Linked DNA regions of Mus musculus: region 2 is linked to region 1. Evidence: chromatin contacts called from public HiChIP or PLAC-seq data. All regions are on one chromosome and are shown on one strand. The core of a region is the stretch at or near the end of the contact, and the rest is flanking DNA. Distances in the headings are between cores, read along the strand shown. Region 1 has its middle 13 kb from the start of Gm52879. Region 2 overlaps Tead4 (TEA domain family member 4).

Region 1 (4,824 bases), core at 1,484-3,983:
CAGGGCTGGGCCCCTGCAGCCAGAGATGGGCCCCTGCAGCCAGGAATGGGCCCCTGCAGCCAGGAATGGGCCCCTGCAGCCAGGAATGGGCCCTGCAGCCAGAGATGGGCCCCTGCAGCCAGAGATGGGTTCCTGCAGCCAGGAATGGGCCCCTGCAGCCAGGAATGGGCCCCTGCAGCCAGGGCTAGGCCCTATAGCCAGGGCTACCCCATGCCCAGCAGCCAGGGCTATACCAACCCAGCAACAGCAGGCAGATGAGAGCTCTCAGGCTCTGGTAAGTGAGACTGAAAGCCTCACCTCTGTGCAATTGTCTCAATCCAAAGGCATGTATGTCAGAGGGAATCCTGGGAGCTCCCCTACAGGAAAGCCTTGAGCACCAAACTCTGTTATTCACCTGCTAGCCACGAAGGCAAGGGGAGAAGCCATGAGCTCTACTAGTGGCTGTCATAGGTCCCCTTCTGAGCAGGGTGACCCACTCTGTATCAGCCTTAGGCAGCTCCCTATTCAAAGCAGTGGCTTCAAGTGAGGCACTGCTCCCACAAAAAGGAAAGGAAGAGAGGCCCCAGGGCACAGTGGAGCCAGGCTGGAGCTACAGATGAGGGACCTGATCCAGAGGATACAGCCAGACACTAGCCCTGGGCTGTATAAGCACTCAGATGCCAGGCCAAATCCCACAGGCCTGCCTCTGCTCAAAACACACGGGCTGGCCTGCACCACCACCATGAAAGCCAGAAGCGAATAAGGGCCAGGGTCAATGGAGCGGCAGAAGCAACAGAAAGGCAGGCCCTGGGTGACAGGGTCACACCAGGCTTCCTCAGAGGCCCTGGTAGCAGAGGGGACAGGGAGAAGGGAGTGGCACCAAGACCCACAGCATCCTCAAAGCACAGAGGTGAGCAGAGCGTCCATCACTGCTGCCATGCTGGAAGTGAAGGGGACCTGCTGGAAAAGCCACTGAAATTGTGCTCAGAGGAGGAGCCAGCTCACATTCAGATGCCCCTGTGAGCACCCACAGTTCAGAGGGCTAGAGAGGTCTGGGCACTGGGGAGCTAGTTTTAAGTGAATGGGGGTCATCTCGGGTAAAAGAAACTTCAGCCCATCCCTCTGGCCAGGACTCCAAAGACCTCTGGGTAAGTGTCTACTGAGTCCCATGGCGCCCTTTGGGCCACTGGTACAGGTTCCTGGGTCCCCTATGACCTCCACTGACCTAACCACATCCATGCATCCCATCACTTCCGACTGGACTGCCCCAACCTTCACAGCACCATCCACCAGCTTGACATAAAGACTTGCTCTAGGTCCTCCTGCGCCCCACCTTAAAACCTCCATGGGATCTCACACCATAAGCTCCAGAATACCCTTCTCATCTGCAAGCCAGTTACCCACCTTCTTCACACACACACACACACGCACGCACGCACGCACGCGCACACACACACACACACACACACACACACACCTGCAAATAGTTCAGAACTGACTCAGGCCCTTCACTGCGTAACTCCCCTGGTCTCCTTAACATCCTATACCAGACCTAAAGTCCAGCATGGCCTCCCAAGAAGCCATGCCTATGCAGGGATTATCTCTGTGCCTGGGCAGGAGGGGGTGCCGGGGCAGCACGTTCTTAGCCCATCTGGGCAAAAGGCAAGCTTTTCCCTCCCTGGGTTGACCCAGAGCCCCAAAGCCTAGGATGAACACACTTCTGATTCTAGCGATGGTTACAGCCCCCTCACTGCCCTGTATCCTGCTCCACAAGACAAGGCCTCTGCTTGCAACAGCATCCCCCCTTGATGCCAGATACCTAAAATCAAGGCTAATCCAGAGCCACCCCAGAAAACCAACCAGGAAATACCATGGCCCCATGGTGACATCCACTCCCAGGCAGTGCTGGTGGCTGCCCTGAGATGTCTACCCTTCTGTAGTCCAAATAAGCAGACTTTCCCCTTGAAGGGAGAATCAAGAGCCATAGCAATGCAAGGGCAAGATCTGCAGCAAAGGCCTGGCCCAGGCAACCAGCTGGCATCTATAGAGACAGGGCGTGACCTGAGTCCCACATGTCACCTGCAGGAGCCAGAGATTCATGGGTTGTGAGGGGGAGCAAAGCCACCTGAAGGGCGCAGGGAGTCAAGATGATCCCTGTGGTTAAACATGAGATTAAGGGATACGCCAAGAAGGAGCAGGGGAAAACGGAGGTGGGGAGAACGCCAGCATCTCCAAGTCACTGCAAGCCAGGCTGCAGATAACAGAAGACACTCCCACCACCATAGAGACACCGTACACTAAGGCTGGCCTCTTGGGAGCGCCCATGGAATCTAACTCAAACAGGCTGCTGCTCTGCTACCTGATTTAAAAAAAAAAAAAAAAATGCCAGCTCACCCAACACCTGAGCCAAGGCTTCTCTCCTCAACCTCACACATGCAGAGAGAACAGCATGCTGAACCTTCTTCCTTCCCTAGACACTCCCCACCCCCACACAAAGAACAAGGACCATGAAGCTGAAACCTGAGAAGATACCAAGGGGGCAGCAGGAGGCAATTTACAGCTGGGAAAACTGAGCCCTTGGCCAGATGTGGGCCCTGGGCAGGAGGGGGTGGGCTTAACTCTGGGCCTAAGGGCCTAGAGGGGCTCCCCTCTCAGGTCAGCAGCAGCCAGACTTGGTGCTGAGCTGAGAGTCCAGTGAGAGTAGAGAAGAGCAGGACAGGGCAGTGGCCAGGACCTACCCACCTATGGTGCTGGTGACTCAGAGCCATCAGCCAGGGTGAGACATGGGGAGCAGGGTAGGAGAAAGGGAGGCAAAGAGAAGAAGGAACAGAGGGGAGAGGCCAGGAGGAGGTCTGCTGGCTACAACAGAGGTAGAGGGCTTCTTCCCACTCAGGGATCCCGGACGTGGTCAGGAAGAACCAGCTAGAGACCTGCTCACTCTTAGCCAAGCCCTAGGCTCCATCGCCTCCTGAGCACAGAGGGTGTGGATCTCCGGGGCCTCTTGCAGCACTAGACCCTGGAACAAGAGCCAATCCGATACAATCACAATACCAAAGCCAGAAGCCAGAGAACCAGCAAGAACTACCCTTCACCACCAACACAGGATAAACGAAGGACCGAGAGGCCTGGAGAGGTCAAGCGCTATCCTGAAAGTCACACAGCCAGTGAGCAGTACAGTCAGGACCCAGATACCTAAAGTTGGGCTCAGAGACCCAAACTCCCCTCCTCACCAGCCCAGCACAGCCCAGCTCAGCTAAGGGAAGAAAGCTGCCCACTTCAAGAACATCTATGAGGCTGGGAAAAAAAGGGGGTAGGAAGCCAACCCCACTAAGGAAATGCATGCAAAACTCCCTCTGACAAGTAGTGGAATTATTTCCATTGGAAAAAAAATTAATGAAAAACCCTCCCTTACCAGACCCCAGGGGTATTTGGCTGTAAGCTGATGTAATAGGGAGAAAAGAAGCCAAGGGGAAGGAACCCCCCCCCCTACACACACACACACACACACACACACACACACCAGCACGCCTTCTGCCAGAAGCACAACAGGGAAGCTGCAGCTGGAGTTGGGGGGACACAAGCCAAGCAGGATGTTGGAGGCTTGGAAGGAGGCCTAACGCAGCCAAGCTGGCTGGCTGGCTGGCTGGGAGGGAGGGAAGCAGAAGCCTTTGAAATGGGAGCACATGGCGGTACTCCGCTGAGCCCCACATGCAGGTAGGCCCTGGGTGGACACAGACACCAGCACAAAGCCTGTGGAGGGCAGTGGAAGGTGTCTGTGACAAAGCCGGCTGCAGGCAGAGCCGAGAAGCAAAAAGAAGGGGCTGGGAGCCAGGACATCAGGAGGTCAGGACATAACCTGGGATTCGAAGGTGTATACTGGTAGGGAAAAGGACTGTACAAGGACCTCCTTACTGAGCCTGTCACACAGATGGAGGACCGCTGATAAAGTAGGCACGCCTACACAAGGACCTAGGACCCCCACCCCAGCCTGGAACCTCAAAAATACCCAGCAGAGGGCACTGACATGAAGTCATGCCACCATTGCCCCCATCGTGGACAGTGCTTCCACACGGGGAGGCCACCTAGAATGGGGTCCCAGAGAGAGCAACTACCATGGGTAGGGTCTGGGCAGCAACACTAGCTCGATAGGCCAGTTAGAAGTGCAAGGCACACCACCAAACACTCTCATCCCCTACCAGATGCCTACATAGCATCACTAACCAGCGGAAGGCTCTGGCAGCTGGGGCCACCTGGTATCTCCATAGAACAACTAGGGTCCCATCCCTGGCTATGTTTGGGGTACAGACTAATAGGGTACTTAGAGGTAGTAGGTGGGGGTGGTGACAGATCGTGTCCCCATTTCTGGCATCCTGGGAGAATTTCTCTTTCACCCACTAACCCCGCCACGTGCAAAGCTGATCATTACAGGAAGAATAAAAAATGTCCCAGCCTCCGGATCAATGGCCAGTTCAGCGTTTTATCTTGGAAACGTTGAAAATACCCTTGACCTCTCTGAGACTCCAGTTCACGCCATGGGTCTCAAGAGGACAGCCCAGTCCTTGACACAAAACTGTAGGAAAGACATATGAGCCCTGACGCCAGACAAAAACTGCAGACCCAGAAACAACACTCAGAGCACTGAAGACTGAACCTGAAATGGGGTGTGGCTTGGCATCCTGTGGGACTACCCTGCAGAGATCTAAGGCTACACGTGGCTATGACCAGCTGTGGGATGGGGGACTACACCCAGGGGTTGCTGGGAGTAGATGGGCCATGAAATCGGCAGACTCCGCCCACTTCTGGACTCAAGCTGAGCTTCCAGGGAGTTTGCTAGTGCTGTATGTC
Region 2 (4,648 bases), core at 157-2,656, 200 kb after region 1:
GATCTACATAGCAGATTCAAAGTCAGCCAGGGCTACATAGTAAGACCCTGAGAAAAAAGGAGGGGAAAAAAAAAAGAGTCAGGAAGAAAAAACGATGTGACGGAGAAGGCACTTCAGGGGACCCCAAAGTACAGATGACAAAGAAAGGTGGCTTGTTTGTAGTTGGAAATGAAGTTGACCAAACAAGAAAGTTTCCTGTCAGCGGTGGGTGGATGGTTCCTGGAGAATAGAGGAAGGAGAACGAGCAGGGGAAAGAAAACAAGCGAAGGGGCCGGCCCTGGGCACAGGCCCACTTACTCAGCCAGAAAAACTGACCCCAGAGTGACTTTCTAAAGATGAGGCCGGCTTGCTGGAGATGGGAAAGAGGCCTTCTACTGTGTGTGTGTGTGTGTGTGTGTGTGTGTGTGTGTGTGTGTGTGTGTGTGGTGTGTGTATGTGTGTGTGTATGCATGTGTATGGTGTGTGTGTGTGTATTTGTGTGTATCTGGGGGAGTGTCTGTGTGTGTGTATCTGTGGGAGGGGGTGTCTGTGTGTCTGTGTGTGTGTATGTAGGTGTCTGTAGGGGTGTTTGGTGGGGGTGTGGTGTGTCTGTATTTGTCTGTGTGTGTCTGTGGAGGGTGTGTGTCTGGGTGTGTCTGTGAGGGTGTATGTGTCTGTACGTGTGTGTGTCTCTATGTGTGTGTCTGTGTGTCTCTGTGTGTGTCTCTCTCTCTGTGTCTCTCTGTGTGTGAATCTATGTGTGTGCCTCTGTGTGTGTGTGTGTGTGTGTGTGTGTGTGTGTGTGCTATGACTTGGGAAGGGTTTGGCTCAGTGAACTAGCACCTGCCTTTCACAGATCTCCTGTCTCCATCCCAGCAATGCACAGATGGGATCAAGCCAAACCTAGGTGTCCCAGTGCCTACAATCACCACTAACTGGGCCTTCATTCTGATTTCGATTAGAATCTAGTTTACTTAAAAGACGCTTCCAGAGTTCCAACTTAGCTCTTATCAGCTATGTGGCTGCTCAGCTCCTTGAGTGTCCACTTGCATGCAATGAGCCAGACAGAGTTTGAACCTTAGCAACAAAAATTGTAGCCAGGTATGGTGAATTAATGCCTGTAATCCCAGAATTCTGGGGACTGAGGCAGGAAGAGAGCCCCAAATTCAAGACCAATCTGTAAACTCATCCAAAATATAACCATGCCGCTAGTGGTGAGGGTTCGGGTGTCCTGGCCTGTTGGTAGGTAGTTCTGAGCTACTCAGGCAAGGCTCCAGATGAACCCCAGGTCTCTAAAACCAACAAACCAATACATAAACAATGTGAATCCATCAGAGCCTGGCCGTGAGTACCAGGGTACTGCCTTGGAGTTACAGCAGCGTTGCAGGGAGGGGCGGAGGAGGGGGAGGCTGTGTGTGAATCAGGAGGAATGAAAGGCAGAGCCGTAAGTGGGCGGGGAAGCACTTGGGGAAAGGAAACCCGGGCGGAGCCTCACGTGGGAGAGGTGGGAAGGGAAGCTCCCAGACCCAGAGAAATGGAGGGAGATAAGAGTCTTAAGAGACCACAGGGCTCAAGCTCAGCCTGAGCGTGGCTGCGGAGGACACCCTACTCATATCAGCACCCCAGCCTCTGTTCTTCGGAAACTTCGGAGCCAGACCCAAGCTAGCCTTTCCAAACAGCTGAGCTGTGGGTGTCTGCCGACCTGTCCCTAATACCTCCAGGAAGTGGGTCACAGCAACTGGCTTCCACACCCCTCCACCCTCAGTCTGGGGCCTCACAGTGGGCAACAAGGCCATGAGGAAACACGCTTTTACACCCCTGGAAACGGGCTGGAGGGGGGGGGGCGGGGGAGAATTAGACTCAAGTTTGCCATAGACTGCTGGAACCTCTAGAAAGCTTACACTGGGCCTCTTTGAACTCCAAAAAGAAAAGGTCAAGACTGTGGAATAGTATTCAGATATGAAAAAAGGCACTTGCTATCAAGCCATGGGGGAAGAGTCTGAAAAGATGAGTCTCTGCCTTCTCAACCATCCTAGAAACGACAAAACACGGGGGGCTCACAAACCCAGAGAAACTGAGGAAGATAAGAGTCTTGAGAGACTGTAGTTTCAAGCTCAGCCTAAGAGAGGTGGGAGAAGGACGCCCGCCAGCTCAGATCAGAGACACGGCTCTGTGGGTGACAATACTTGCTGGGCAAATGCTTGAGTTGAGATTTCACAGACCTGCACCTCCCAGGGCAGGAGGGAAGAGGAGGGGAGGACGGACAGATCTCTGGGGCTTGCTAGCCACTACCCCATCACCAGGTTCAGGAAGACCCTGTCTCAAGGGGATAAAGTGAAGCATGAGGTTATCTGGAGTTGGGGTAAAGATGAAAAGGACTTTTAGGGCTGTGGAATTCTCCTGCCTGGTACTGCCATGGTGAGTACATACCGTTATGCGGGCTCTGAGCCCCAGAGTAAGCCTTTCTGCAAGCTGTCTGCCTGCTAACACCAGCTCAGCTATCCCATGGGCACCACACTGACTTGAGATATTAGCAATCAGAAAAACTGGGGGAAGAGGCATAAATCTGGGGCCTCTCTACTTTCTCCTCCATTGTCTATAAACTCCAAATGGAAACATATTTAAGGTTTCCTTTGTTACTTTGATTATGTGTATGCACAGATGTCTGTGCCTGGTGGCTACGTGCACGTGCGTGTCAGAGGGTGTCAGATCCCCCAGCGCTCGAGTTGAGATCCTGAGCTGGGACACAGAGCTGGGACACGGGTGCTGGGAAGTGAACTAAGATCCTCTGCAAAAGCAACGCAGGCCTTTAGCTTTTAACCACTGAGCCATCTCTCCGGCCCCCAAACTGTTATTTTTTAAACCTAGTTACTGGGTTTGGTGCAGGAGACAGAGTCAATCTGCAAGCTTGAATCTCTGTGAGTTTGAAGCCAGCCTGGTCTACTGACCAAGTTCCAAGCCAACCACAGCTCCATAGTGAAAGGGGGGAAAAAAGTCTATTTAGGGCCAGAAAGATGGTCCAGTAGGTAAAGGTACCTGCAGCCAAGCTTTCAATCTCCAGGACCCACATGGTAGAAGAGAACGGACTCCCATCATGCATCCCCTGGGGCAGATGCTGCACACACTAAGGTTTACTCCCCAGCCTTAGGTTGGGCTAGCCCTCAGTTACTCCCCCAGGCACTCGGGGCTACCCTTATCCATCCAGGATCTGAGGTGAAGCACAAACCAGTAGCTGGAGCTCGGTCCCTCACTAAGTTCAAGACCTTCATGGAGAAGGAACACTCTACCATGACAGAGCCATGCCCCCCAGTACACACGAAGGCCCAGCTCCAAAAAAAGATAGGAGGCAGCATCCATCTAGCCTTGGCTCGTTTACCATAGAAATGTCTGAGAGCCAAGAGATGGGGAAGAAGACAGAGACACTGGACCAAGGTTACCAAATCAGAGGAGCCACCCTGACCCAGAAAACTCACCCCACTGAGTCCCACTGAGTCTCAGCCACACCCCCAGCACCCCTGAAGGCCTGCCAAGCACCCCACCTCCCATTCCAGAACAAATGGTCATTCCATTTGGAAATAAGGCCATGTAAATGGCTGAGGTGCAGGCTGGGGCAATAGCTTTGTTTTTTTCTGGGTGGAGATAGATTTGCCTGACCCACCATGCATGAAAGACCAGGTACCTAACACTGGCCAGCCAGAGAGGATGCCCACCGGAACCTGAGCCTCTTCCTCTGAAGTGGGTTCTACAGCGGGTGCTAAGCCAGGAGCAGTCGTTCACGGGTGATGGTGGGGTTGACGATGGGGGAGGGGGAGGGGTAGCACTGTTCTACCTCTTCTCTATAGACCACCCAGGTTCCATCCACAGCACCCACATGGCGGCTTCCCACCTCCTAGGGGGCACCAAGCACACGTATGGTACACAGACGGAGACACACAAAAATAAATAAATAAATCTTAAAAAGATCAGACAGACCCTTCACTATAGTTATACGCAAATGAGTTATAATCAAATGAGATGTTCAACATCATTAACCATTAGAAAATATAAAACATGGCTGGAAAGACAGCTCAGCAGTTAAGAGCACTGGCTCTTCTTACAGGGACCCAGCTCCTGTTCCTAGCACCCATGAGGTGGCTCACAACCACCTTTAACTGCAATTCCCAAAGGATTTTTTTCTGTCTGTTTTGTTGTTGTTGTTGTTGCTGTTGCTGCTGCTGCTGTTGTGGCAAGGTTTTCTTTGTGTAGCCCTAGCTGTCCTAGAACTTGCCCTGTAAGCCAGGTTACCTGCCTCTCTCTCTGCGCAACTACTGCCCAACCCAGGATCTTATGCAACTTCTGGCCCCCGTGGGCAGCAGACACACAAGTGGTACAGCATACACATAGAACAAATAAATAGCAGCAACACCCTGCTGGGAGGCTGAACGTGGAACACACTCACGTGTTGCTAAGTAGAATCGCAAAACAGTGCATCCTGGAAACCAGGGTGGCAGGTTCAAATACAGTGTATGAGCGTCTGTCTCTGCATGGAGATGTGAATTCCACAAGCACTGTGTGCCTGGTCACCATGGAGGCCAGAAGAGGTGCGCCAAATCCCAGGAACGGGTGCTGGGAACTGAACAAAGACCCTTTGGGAAAAGCAGCCAGTGCTCTCAACCAGCTCCCTGGCCTC

What was found. HiChIP or PLAC-seq counts read pairs in DNA pulled down with a chosen protein or histone mark.
Region 2: a contact with region 1 is called in an HNF4G HiChIP or PLAC-seq map of pancreatic cancer cells. The contact joins two enhancer-like sites. A contact is called at or near these places in 1 of 484 Hi-C or Micro-C datasets (palatal mesenchyme), 3 of 115 datasets of contacts at active chromatin or transcription factors (extraembryonic endoderm stem cells, pancreatic cancer cells and trophoblast stem cells) and 2 of 9 other capture datasets (adipose tissue and liver).

Annotation. Positions count from the first base shown.
Region 1 is chr6:128,086,393-128,091,216 of GRCm38.p6, forward strand. It overlaps a transcript of Tspan9 not described here. Among named protein-coding and RNA genes, the nearest start is that of Gm52879, 13 kb to the right of the region's middle. Within about 2 kb of position 2,734, at least 66 of the 459 cell types and tissues checked have an H3K27ac peak or open chromatin away from gene starts, as enhancers often do. A contact at or near this core is called in palatal mesenchyme and pancreatic cancer cells, where this site is marked.
Region 2 is chr6:128,284,530-128,289,177 of GRCm38.p6, forward strand. The region is part of intron 1 of Tead4 (TEA domain family member 4); the gene reads right to left. Among named protein-coding and RNA genes, the nearest start is that of Tead4, 14 kb to the right of the region's middle. Within about 2 kb of position 1,407, at least 153 of the 459 cell types and tissues checked have an H3K27ac peak or open chromatin away from gene starts, as enhancers often do. A contact at or near this core is called in palatal mesenchyme and pancreatic cancer cells, where this site is marked.